2 separate regions of the Mus musculus genome follow, and region 1 is linked to region 2. A link is a contact called in public Hi-C data. All regions are on one chromosome and are shown on one strand. Each heading gives the region's core, a stretch centred on a gene start, on an enhancer-like site or on the middle of the called end of the contact. The rest is flanking DNA. Distances are from core to core; before and after follow the strand shown. Region 1 holds the start of Tap2 (transporter 2, ATP-binding cassette, sub-family B (MDR/TAP)). Region 2 has its middle 13 kb from the start of H2-Oa.

Evidence for each region. Hi-C and Micro-C count contacts between places; a contact is called where the count stands out from the background.
Region 1: a Hi-C map of B cells shows a contact between it and region 2, with 50 read pairs. The contact joins the promoter of Tap2 here to the enhancer-like site in region 2. A contact is called at or near these places in 20 of 39 promoter capture datasets (the 3T3-L1 cell line, 3T3-L1-derived adipocytes, the C10 cell line and 13 more), 1 of 15 datasets of contacts at CTCF or cohesin (embryonic stem cells), 16 of 484 Hi-C or Micro-C datasets (B cells, the HL-1 cell line, LSK cells and 9 more), 13 of 115 datasets of contacts at active chromatin or transcription factors (CD8 T cells, the HPC-7 cell line, the SCID.adh cell line and 7 more) and 5 of 9 other capture datasets (adipose tissue, embryonic stem cells, liver and 2 more).

What each region holds. Positions count from the first base shown.
Region 1 is chr17:34,201,821-34,206,979 of GRCm38.p6, forward strand. Tap2 (transporter 2, ATP-binding cassette, sub-family B (MDR/TAP)) reads left to right here and starts at 2,659. Exons shown (of 12, transcript NM_011530.3): 1 at 2,659-2,803; 2 at 3,467-3,964; 3 at 4,050-4,164. The coding sequence starts at 3,475.
Region 2 is chr17:34,076,269-34,081,679 of GRCm38.p6, forward strand. No RefSeq gene overlaps it. Among named protein-coding and RNA genes, the nearest start is that of H2-Oa, 13 kb to the right of the region's middle. Within about 2 kb of position 3,498, at least 106 of the 459 cell types and tissues checked have an H3K27ac peak or open chromatin away from gene starts, as enhancers often do. A contact at or near this core is called in B cells and centroblasts, where this site is marked.

The DNA.
Region 1 (5,159 bases), core at 1,409-3,908, 120 kb after region 2:
AAGGTGCAAGCACAATAGAGAGAGATGAGCAAGACTCTCTGGGGTGGGGGAAGCAGAGGAGAAAGTGAAAGAAAAAATGGAACCCTTGGGTCTTGTGTAAGTGCAGGACTGCTCAGCATAGGAGTGCTCAGGACAGGAGTACTCAGCACAGGAGTGCTCAGAACAGGAGTAATCTGCACAGGAGTGGTCAGGACAGGAGTGCTCAGGGCAGGATTACTCAGCACAGGAGTGCTCAGTGCAGGAGTGCTTGGTGCAGGAGTGCTCAGCTCAGGAGTGTTCAGGACAGGAGTGCTCAGGATAGGAGTGCTCAGGGCAGGAATGCTCAGCACAGGAGTACTCAGCACATGCATGCTCAGGGCAGGAGTACTCAGGACAGGAGTGCTCAGGGCAGGAGTACTCAGTGCAGGAGTGCTCAGTGCAGGAGTACTCAGCACAGGAGTGCTCAGTGCAGGAGTGCTTGGTGCAGGAGTGCTCAACATAGGAGTACACAACACAGGCATGCTCAGGACAGGCATGCTCAGGGTAGGAGTACTCAGGACAGGAGTGCTCAGGGCAGGAGTACTCAGGGCAGAAATGCTCAGCACAGGAGTACTCAGCACAGGAGTGCTCAGGGCAGGAGTACTCAGGACAGGAGTGCTCAGGGCAGGAGTACTCAGTGCAGGAGTGCTCAGTGCAGGAGTACTCAGCACAGGAGTGCTCAGTGCAGGAGTGCTTGGTGCAGGAGTGCTCAACATAGGAGTACACAACACAGGCATGCTCAGGACAGGCATGCTCAGGGTAGGAGTACTCAGGACAGGAGTGCTCAGGGCAGGAGTACTCAGGGCAGAAATGCTCAGCACAGGAGTACTCAGCACAGGAGTGCTCAGGGCAGGAGTACTCAGTGCAGGAGTGCTCAGTGCAGGAGTGCTTGGTGCAGGAGTGCTCAACATAGGAGTACACAACACAGGCATGCTCAGGACAGGCATGCTCAGGGCAGGGGTACTCAGGACAGGAGTGCTCAGGGCAGGATTACTCAGCACAGGAGTGCTCAGTGCAGGAATACTTGGTGCAGGAGTGCTCAGCTCAGGAGTGTTCAGGACAGGAGTGCTCAGGATAGGAGTGCTCAGGTCAGGAATGCTCAGCGCAGGAGTACTCAGCACATGCATGCTCAGGGCAGGAGTACTCAACACAGGCATGCTCAAGACAGGAGTGCTCAGGGCAGGAGTACTCAGGACAAGAGTGCTCAGAGCAGGAGTACTCAGGACAGGAGTGCTCAGGGCAGGAGTGTTCAGGGCACAGCACAGGAGTACTCAGCACAGTGCTCAGTGCAGGCATGCTCAGTGCAGGAGTACTCAGGACAAGAGTACTCAGTACAGAGTGTTTGGTGTAGGAGTGCTGAGTGCAGGAGTGCTCAGTGTAGCAGTGCTCAGTGCAGGAGTGCTCAGGGCAGGAGAGTTCAGCGCATGAGTGCTCCGTGCAGGAGTGGTCAAGAGCCAGGTCAGGGGTTAGAGGACTCTGAGATCCAGACAGCCAGATGGGAGCCTTCTCCACCTGGGGTAGCCCTAAAGTCCAGAGAGATAGGCATAGCCATGTAGGCCTGCTTTAAGGCCACCCCCAGCCCCCCCCCCGCCCTCAACATTTGACCTTCAAGTGACTCATGGGTAGTCACACCAGCATGTCTAAGGGGATTTTTTTTCCTTTATAGGTAGTTTCAGCCCGCAGAGTCATTTCTCCTTGTAGTGCCCTGGTGGTGGGGTGTGGTGATGAGCAGCATGGTTGATTTTCATGTCTGAGAATGGAACCTGGTGCCTCACCATGCTCTGTGAGGGCTCTTCCCTGGAGCCCAGAAGGGTGATTTCCGCAATGAACTGGGCTCTGGGGAGGAGGCCGGGTTCCCTCTTTGATGGTGTTAGCCTACAGCCTACTCTGACTACCTCACAAGCAGCAGGCCCTGGCACTGACCCAGGGCCCTCACTGCAAGTGCGGTGTGCTGCGAAGAAAGTCTGAGGACAAAGGGCCAGAGCCTCTGGGTTCAAAATCTGTGAAAGGGAACCTTTGGCCTGCTGATAGGAGCTGAGGCCTTCTTGTAAGCCCTAGTTTTACCCCAGACCCCAACTCTTGAGCTTACCTGGAAAAACAAACAAGCCCTCAAGCCTCTCTTCTCTTCCACCCTCCGTCCTTCTCTCTCCTCTCTTCCTTTTTCCAAAGGTGGGACACCTGTGTGGTCTGCTGACTGGGAGGGACCTGAAGTCACTCCCTCCTCCATTTTCCTCCCTCCCCTTCCTTCCGTCCACGACCATTCTCTTCCCTCGCCTTTCTCCTTCTCCTATGCTCTTTTCTGCCCTTTACTCCTCCTCCTCTTTCCCCTTCCTCAAACCTACTGGCAGCGAACCCTGGGCTCAGGCAAGTTTTCTCAACATCTGAACTATAGTCCCAGTTTAACCGGCGCTTCTTAAAACATGCTCGGAGGTCGGAGAAATGCAGGGTTTTTTCGTTTTTTTTTTTTGTTTGTTTTGTTTTTTTTTGTTTTTGTTTTTGTTTTTTTTTCCTTTTCAAAGCATCTCAGACCCTCAAGAGTTTTGCTAGTAGCGGCCTTGGAGGGCGAGCCTTTTTGGGAACCTGGGGCGCTCAACCCACCCGCAAATTGACAGGCGCCATCTGCTGGCGGCTGTGCGCAGCACCGCGACCACGGCAGTGAAGTGAAAGCGAAAGCCGCGGGACCCAGGCGCGCTCCCCGCGAGGGCGTCGCTGCGCACCCAGGAGATCCAGTTTGAGAAGAAGCAGATTCCAGAAGCTCTCCTGAGCTGCCGCTCCGCAGCCGCAGGTGAGTTCTTTTGGATAGAACCCGAGAGTTAGCAGGAGTGCGGCCCATTCCCAAACCCTTGGCGTCATCATCCGGTTCCCCACTCCTCGTCCCCTGTCTTGGGTCTTCTGCCGCTTACTCCCTGCCCCGTGTCCTCTGCTCCGTGCCCCTGCCCCACCCAGTGTCCCAGGTCCCCTGTCCCTCACCCCTTGCCCAAGGTCCTCTGCCCCACCCCCTTGCCCTGCGTCCCCGGTCTTCCGTCGGGCGCCGCCGGCCCAGCGCCCCTACTCAGAACCTTCTGTCCCAAGCCATCTAAGGCTACCGAACCCACCCGCATCCCGCCCCTGCACCGGGTCTCCTGGCTCTTAAAGACCCGAGGAATGGGGGCAGTGTGTCTTCTTGGGCTAACACCAACAAACTTCAGGGAGATGGATGTGGTGGCAGCAGACCGCCCCCTCCCCCACCCCCACCCCCGTGCTGTGTGTCTGAGTGTCTGTGTGTCTGTGTGACTGTGTGTGAGAATAATGCAGCCTTCCCAGCTCCGTCAGACAGTCAGTCCTAGGAGAGACTTATCTAGGAGGGGGTCTTTCCGGTGAACAAGAAGCCTCAGGGTGGATTTGGGGCAGGAGGCTCGTAACCAGGGTTGGAACTCCACAGACCTCATTTCTCCCTTTCTTTCCGCAGAACCCACCATGGCGCTGTCCTACCTGAGGCCCTGGGTCTCTCTGCTGCTGGCGGACATGGCTTTACTTGGGTTGCTACAAGGATCTCTGGGAAATCTGCTTCCCCAGGGGCTGCCAGGACTCTGGATAGAGGGCACCCTGCGACTTGGAGTGCTGTGGGGACTGCTAAAAGTGGGAGAGCTGCTGGGACTTGTGGGGACCCTTCTGCCCTTGCTCTGCCTTGCCACTCCCCTGTTTTTCTCGCTAAGAGCTCTGGTGGGAGGCACCGCGAGCACCTCAGTAGTCCGAGTGGCTTCTGCCTCTTGGGGCTGGCTGCTGGCTGGCTATGGGGCTGTTGCGCTGAGCTGGGCCGTGTGGGCTGTGCTGAGCCCGGCTGGAGTCCAGGAGAAGGAACCAGGCCAGGAGAACAGAACACTGATGAAGCGGTTGCTGAAGCTGTCCAGGCCGGACCTGCCTTTCCTCATAGCTGCCTTCTTCTTCCTTGTGGTGGCTGTGTGGGGTGAGAGGAAGAGACCACTGTGAGAGGGAGGTGGGAGAAGGGCCTTGCCAGGGCACAGCCTCCTTATCTTTCTTGCCTCTTTCAGGGGAGACATTAATCCCTCGCTATTCGGGTCGTGTAATTGACATCCTGGGAGGTGATTTCGACCCCGACGCCTTTGCAAGCGCCATCTTTTTCATGTGCCTGTTCTCTGTTGGGAGGTGAGAGATGATTGGCTTCAGGTCCCTGTAGTAGATGCGACTGGACAGGAACTGACTTTGCACAAGGCACAAATTATGTATACAGAGTTCTGCCTGCATGTACACCTACAGGCCAGAAGTGGGCACCATATCCCAGTATAGATGACGGTGAGCCACCAGGAGGTCTCTGGGAATTAAACTCAGGACCTATAGGAAGAGCAGCCAGTGCTCTTAACTTTTGAGTCATCTCTCCAGCCTGCCTTTGACTCTTTTTATCCGGACCCAGGAGCCTGCAATCTCAAGTAAACAAATAAAAATGGGGCTGCTTGGCTGGGCTTTGACTAGGATAAGAGGACCCAGATACAGAGAGTGCAGGATCTCTCTCTCTCCCTAGTCTTTCATTAGGCCTCCATTCTAGTTTTGCTGGTTTTGTTTCGTCTTTTCTCTTGTGGACTCCTTATGGACTCCTTGTGGACTCCCGACTCAGGCTTTATGTCTCTTAGGTATCCCTGTAGCTTTGACTATTGTGGTTCATACTGATCTCTTTCTGCAATTAGCATCTATGAACCTCCCTTCTACCTTTGGATCTACTCTGTCTTCTTTGGAGGATTTTCCTGTTGTAGATCCTTAGGTGTGGCCCGTTCTCAGGTATGTCCTTTTCTAAACTATGCACTGTCTTTCTTTTGTGGTCAAGGGTAGGCATGTGCACTAGAGGCCCAAGGACAGCTTGCTGGAGTCAGCCCTGTCCTTCCACTGTGTGGGGTGCAGAGATGGAACTCACACACGGTGGCAAGTGCCTTTATCACCTGAGATGCACCACACAGTGCACTTTGATTTCTTAAAAATATTCTTCCTTCGGTGGAGGGAGCAACAGTGTCAATTGGCCAGACCAGACCACCCCCCCCCCCAGCTCCTGGGCACTGGACCACCAATCAAAGAATACCCATGGCTCCGGCCGCATATGTGGCAGAGGATAGCCTTGTTGGACATCAGTAGGAGGAGAGGCCCTTGGACCT
Region 2 (5,411 bases), core at 2,248-4,747:
CCCCCCCCCCCGCCACCAGCTCACAGCCTGGCTGCCTTTTGCCAGCTTCCCTCTCAGTCTGGATCTTTGAATACTATTTTTATTGATTGATGTTTCTTTATTTTTGAGACTTAGACATGATCATATCTAAACCCCCTCCACTTTCCCCTCCAATTCCCTGCAAATATCTCAACATAGCCCCTCCCTACTTCAGGTTCTCTCTCCTCTCTCTTTCTCACCTCCTCCCTTTTCTTCCCCTTCTTTCCCCCTCCCTCTTTTTTTCCTCCCTCCTCCTCTCTCTGTACCCTGTCTTTTCCTCTTCCTCCTCTTTTCCTCTAAGTTCAATTACTGCTGTCCCATCCTCTGGCGCATTGGACACGTACTAATGACATCACTTTCAAAAAGGAGCGATTATGGAGTTGGACAGAAGACTGGGTGATTAAGAGCACTGGCAGCTTTGAATTCCAGAATTCACATGGCAACTCACACTCCAGTTTAAGATCAAAGCCTGCGTCTGGCAGTCCTTACAGAAGTGGCGCTGCAGGGTGGGGGCGGGGCCGTGGGAGATGTACTGAATCCCTGTATCTATGGAGTCTGAGCCAGTCCACTTGGAGACCTCAAACGTCACCTCCTCACACCAAGGTGCTTTCCTTTCTGAACCAACATCTTTAATACTCCTGCATGCTGTACTACACACTGTATGTCCTGTCCCATGTGCCGGGAATGTGAAATAAACCCATAAACCCTAATGTAAAAGTTAATTCGCTATTTCATCTTCAAGTATCCATGTGGAAAGACTTAGTCTTAAAAGGTGTGGACTACATATGTAGAAACTCATGATGAAACTCACCACTTGGCATGATAGTTTAAAAAGTTAACTAGCGTCTGGAGAGGAGGACCAGCAGTTAAGAGCACTTGCTGATCTTACAGAGGACTTGGGTTCAGTTCCTAGCACCCATAGGGTTGCTCACAACCACCTGTAAGTCCAGTTCCAAGGATTCAATACCCTCTTCTGACCTTTGTGGGTCCCAGGAGTACCTATGGTCCACATACGAACATGCAGGCAAAACATTCCTTCACACAAAATAATACAGAACATAATAAATTCCCTTAGAAATAATGTAGAATGCCAGCTCTCATCTGAAATCCCAGGGCTAAGGATGCAGAGGCAGGAGGATTACTGCAAATCTTGGGACAACCTGGTCTAATGGGGTTCGGGAAGGCACTGCTCTGAACCTTAATCACTGAAAATCACCTCAGTGAAGCCCTAGTGGGCTCCCTCGTTCCTAGAAGCACTGGCTGGGTAGTTGTTACAAAAGAGAGGTGGGAGCCTCTGTGGGTCTGTCTCTTCTTACCAGTGATGACGGTTTTCTTGTTTCACTCCCTGAAAATTAGCATTTTAAAGCATATCCTGCCCCTTTTCCAGTCCAACAACCAGTTTCAACATAGCCCGTCCTGATCAGGCAAGCGAATCCGAAGATAAAACGGCAGGTGTTGTTTGTACCACAAGAGGGCGCTCTAGGCCGGTTTATTAATGCGTTTTAAAACTAGAAGCCTGGGGCTGGGAGCAGCTTGGCGAGGGAGGCTTGAAGCCTTGGTTGGGTTCCATTCCCAGCATTGCAGGTAATAAACACATTAAACTATATAATCTATTGTTTCACATAAAAGGATATTAAGCTTTGCTGTGGAGAGCAATTGAGAGGCTGAGGCAGGGGCATTGTGGAGAGCTGGAGGCCAGCCTGGACTCATCTTAAGACAAAGAGGATATTAAAAGTTAAAGGGGCAGGGCGTGGTGGCGCACGCCTTTAATCCCAGCACTTGGGAGGCAGAGGCAGGCGGATTTCTGAGTTCGAGGCCAGCCTGGTCTACAAAGTGAGTTCCAGGACAGCCAGAGCTACGCAGAGAAACCCTGTCTCGAAAAAACCAAAACCAAAACAAAACAAAACAAACAAACAAAAAAAAGTTAAAGGGCCAAGTCTTCTTCGTCGCATAGCTTCTGAGGCCTCAGTATTAACACACTGCTGGGGCTCCCAGTGCATTTGACGTAAGATTAATTAACTTTTCTACCATGTCAGGGGGTGGGGTGGGGGTGGAGCTAAAGCTGGGAGGAGCTAAAGCCAGAGACAGGAGCCCAGCTCCAGACAAATCTGCCCTGGTTACTGTAGCTACAGATGTTGGGAAGCCCTCCTGAGATGGAGGAGCACACAACCTGGGGTGCAGGTGCAGGAAGAGATGACTATGGGGTGTTCTGATGGTTCCCTCTGTCACCATAGTAACCCCAGAACAACTGGCCCATCCTGGTGTGCTCAGGAGGCCCTGCCTGGCTGGGGCGGAGGACAAGGGTTGTGTGGGAAGGCCTTGGGGTTCTGTAGCAGTCAACCCACACTGTGTCTCACTCAGCCCTGTGCCCAGGTCCCGACCCCCTCCCGTGAACATTCTCTCTCTCCCTCTTCCCCACCTGCCTCTCCTTGCCTCCACATATGAATCTTGTCATTTTAATTATTAGTTCTTATTTCTCCTCCCTTGTCAATAGTTCGTGTTTGTACAAGCAAGGAAAACAATTTTGAGACCTTCCTTTGGCAACACTTAATTTTTGTAAGCGGAAGTTATCCATGAAGGAGGCAAAACTGAACTGTGGGGGTCTCCCTCACCTGTTGCGGTCACTCAGTGTCCCAGATACACCGCTAAGCCTGTCCCTGGCGCCATCTGTTTCTGATCCCCTGGACCTTGAAGGTACAGTTCCCACAGCTGAGCTGTCCCTTAGTTGGGTCTCGCAGCCTTCTGTGATCATCAAGGACAAGTTCTTTCTCCCTCCTTGGCAAGTGCACCCAATGTGCAAAAGGTACGGGCTCCTGGCTCACCGTGCATCCGATGTCACCGAAAAAGGCACAAGGCTTCTACCCCACCCTGGGTGAGCAGAAGCCATTCTCTTAAAGCTGAGTCTGTCACGTGACCTGAGTCCCCTCAAGGCTGTGATGGAGAGGTAGAGAAACCCAGGAGGCTGAGCCTTCTGACCGCTCTGTAAACTTTGCCCTGCAAACTTATTCTAGAACTCCAGGCCCGTTGTCCACAGAATGTGGCACGCAGACCCCTTAGCATTTCTGCTGGGTTCACGGTTTCTATATTTCCGGGACTGGGAAAAACTGGCTGAAAAAAAAAAAAAAAAAAAAGCAATGCGGGTATGAGCCTGCTTTTCTAGCTGTGGGAGAAGCCCGACTGTTTCTAGAAGTGTGGTCCTATAAGAGGAAAGTCCTGAGCCAGGCTCTTCAGAGTACCCGCTCTTACCTGGAGTGGCCCCACCTTGGGTCTCTCTGGCTCAGCAACACCATCAAAGCTGCTGTCCAGGGGACCATAGGGACCCATGGGACCATCATGGAGCTGGAAGGGTAGCTGAAGTGAGAAAAGCAAAGGTCAGGGGATGGTGGACTCCTTAAGTTGAACTCCTGAATGAACAGCAGCGCCTATGACTGAAGTTGTCTGCTATGATCCCATTGGACAGAGGCTGAGGAAAAAACCAATGAGGCTTGAGCTTCCTATGAGTCATCAGTTACTGGGCTGATGATGGTAAGAGGACTGACAACCTAGTGATACAGATGAGATGACTGGATAGAAAGGAGGAGGGGTTCGTGGGAGACAGGACCACAGGGCACCATCCAATAGGGAACGGCCTGGCCCACTCCCATTGACTGCCAACAGAGGAAACACTGACTGGATGTCCCGCACTGCTTCCATGATCCCCAGCAACCACATGGCCGCTCACAATCTGTAACTCCAGCTCCAGGGAATCTGATTTTCTCTTCTGGCCTCTGTAGGCACTGCACACATGCACTTATACTTATGCAGGCAAACACTCAATATAAAATAAAAAATAAAGGAATCTAAAAGGACAGCAGCCACAACCATCATTTTACACATCACAGGAACCATCTGTGAAAATAGTTTTGCCTTTTTCTGAGAGACAAAAACATTGAAGCTAAAAAGATTGTTCTAAAGTAGTTCACCTAGTCAGGACTCAAGGTTCGAATTCATCCACAACTCTGAGCACAGACTGACTCTGTACATGTAGACCTTACAGCTGAACCCCGCCCGCCAGGACCCCATCCCGCTCTATGTGGCTGCCTCTATGGAGCTGTGTTTGGGACCTAGCAGAGCACCAGAGCCTGCCTCCCAGGATCTTATGACCTTCCTAGGATCACCATGCCTTCTTCATGCCTTCTTCCCTCAAAACAGAGTGTCTCGATTTGTTGTTGTGAGTCAGATTCCCCAGTGAGCCAAGCAGCTCTTACTACAGGGAGTGCTGTGGACTTTGGATGGCCACAAAGACCACACTTGAGATTATAAGCTGTGATGGTGCTCTGTCTCCTCCTGCTGATATCAGGAAGCACCAAGCACCAAGCACCCATCCAAAGATGCAGAGATGGGAAGGATTAGAATTCACAGCACAGGCTGGTGTGATGGTGCACACCTATAATCCTGGTTGAGGCTTGAGGTTTGGGAGTTCAAGGCAAGCCTCCGACACAAACGCACAATTAAACCAACCAACAAAACTAGGCTTTGTAACAAATACACCTGGCTCTAGTTTCTCTGCTGTTGTGAAAATACCCGAATGAAAAGCAATTTAGGGAGGAAACAGGGTATTTGGTGCACAGGTGCAAGCTATAGGTCCATCATTTCAAAGAAGTCAGGCAGGAACTCAATGGGTCAGCTACACCAATCACATCCTCAGGCAAGAACAAAGAGTAAGCAGTCAGGAGGCAGAACCCGGAAGACCTTCTGTGAGTTCAAGGCCAGCCTGGTCTACATAGTGAGTGAGTCTGGGGAAGCCAGGGGTATACGGTAAGAACTTGCCTCAAAATGAAACAGAACACACAGACAAACAAAAACCAAAGAATAAACACATCCTTAGTTGTTTCCTCTCAGATTGTTTTCTTCTCTTTTTTCGGGGTGGTGGTGATTGTGTTTGTTTGTTTGTTTGTTTGTTTGTTTGTTTTTGGACAGGATCTTATTGCATAGTCCCTGTTGACCTAGAGCTCTCTATGTAGACCAGGCTGGCCTTAGATTGATAGATGATCTGCCTGCCTCCACTTTCTGAGTGCTGGGATTAGAGGTATATGCTGTCTTGCCTGGGCACTTTCTCCATGCCTAAGGAATGGTGCCGCCCACAGTGGACTGGGTCTCCCTACATCAGTTAACAAGTCAATCCCCATAGACATTCACAGAGGCTAACTAGCCTAGACAATCCTCATTAAGGCTCTTGTCCTGAGTGATCTAGATTGTGTCAACTTGATGGGTGAGATTAACCAGTATAACCCATGCCTTGTCAACTTGACATATAAACACATTCCATGAGTGCATATGCATAGCCTTCCACCCTTGTCCTAAAAGTCTATGTTAATATAAAATTTAGTCCAAAGTCTTTAAAAACCCCAATA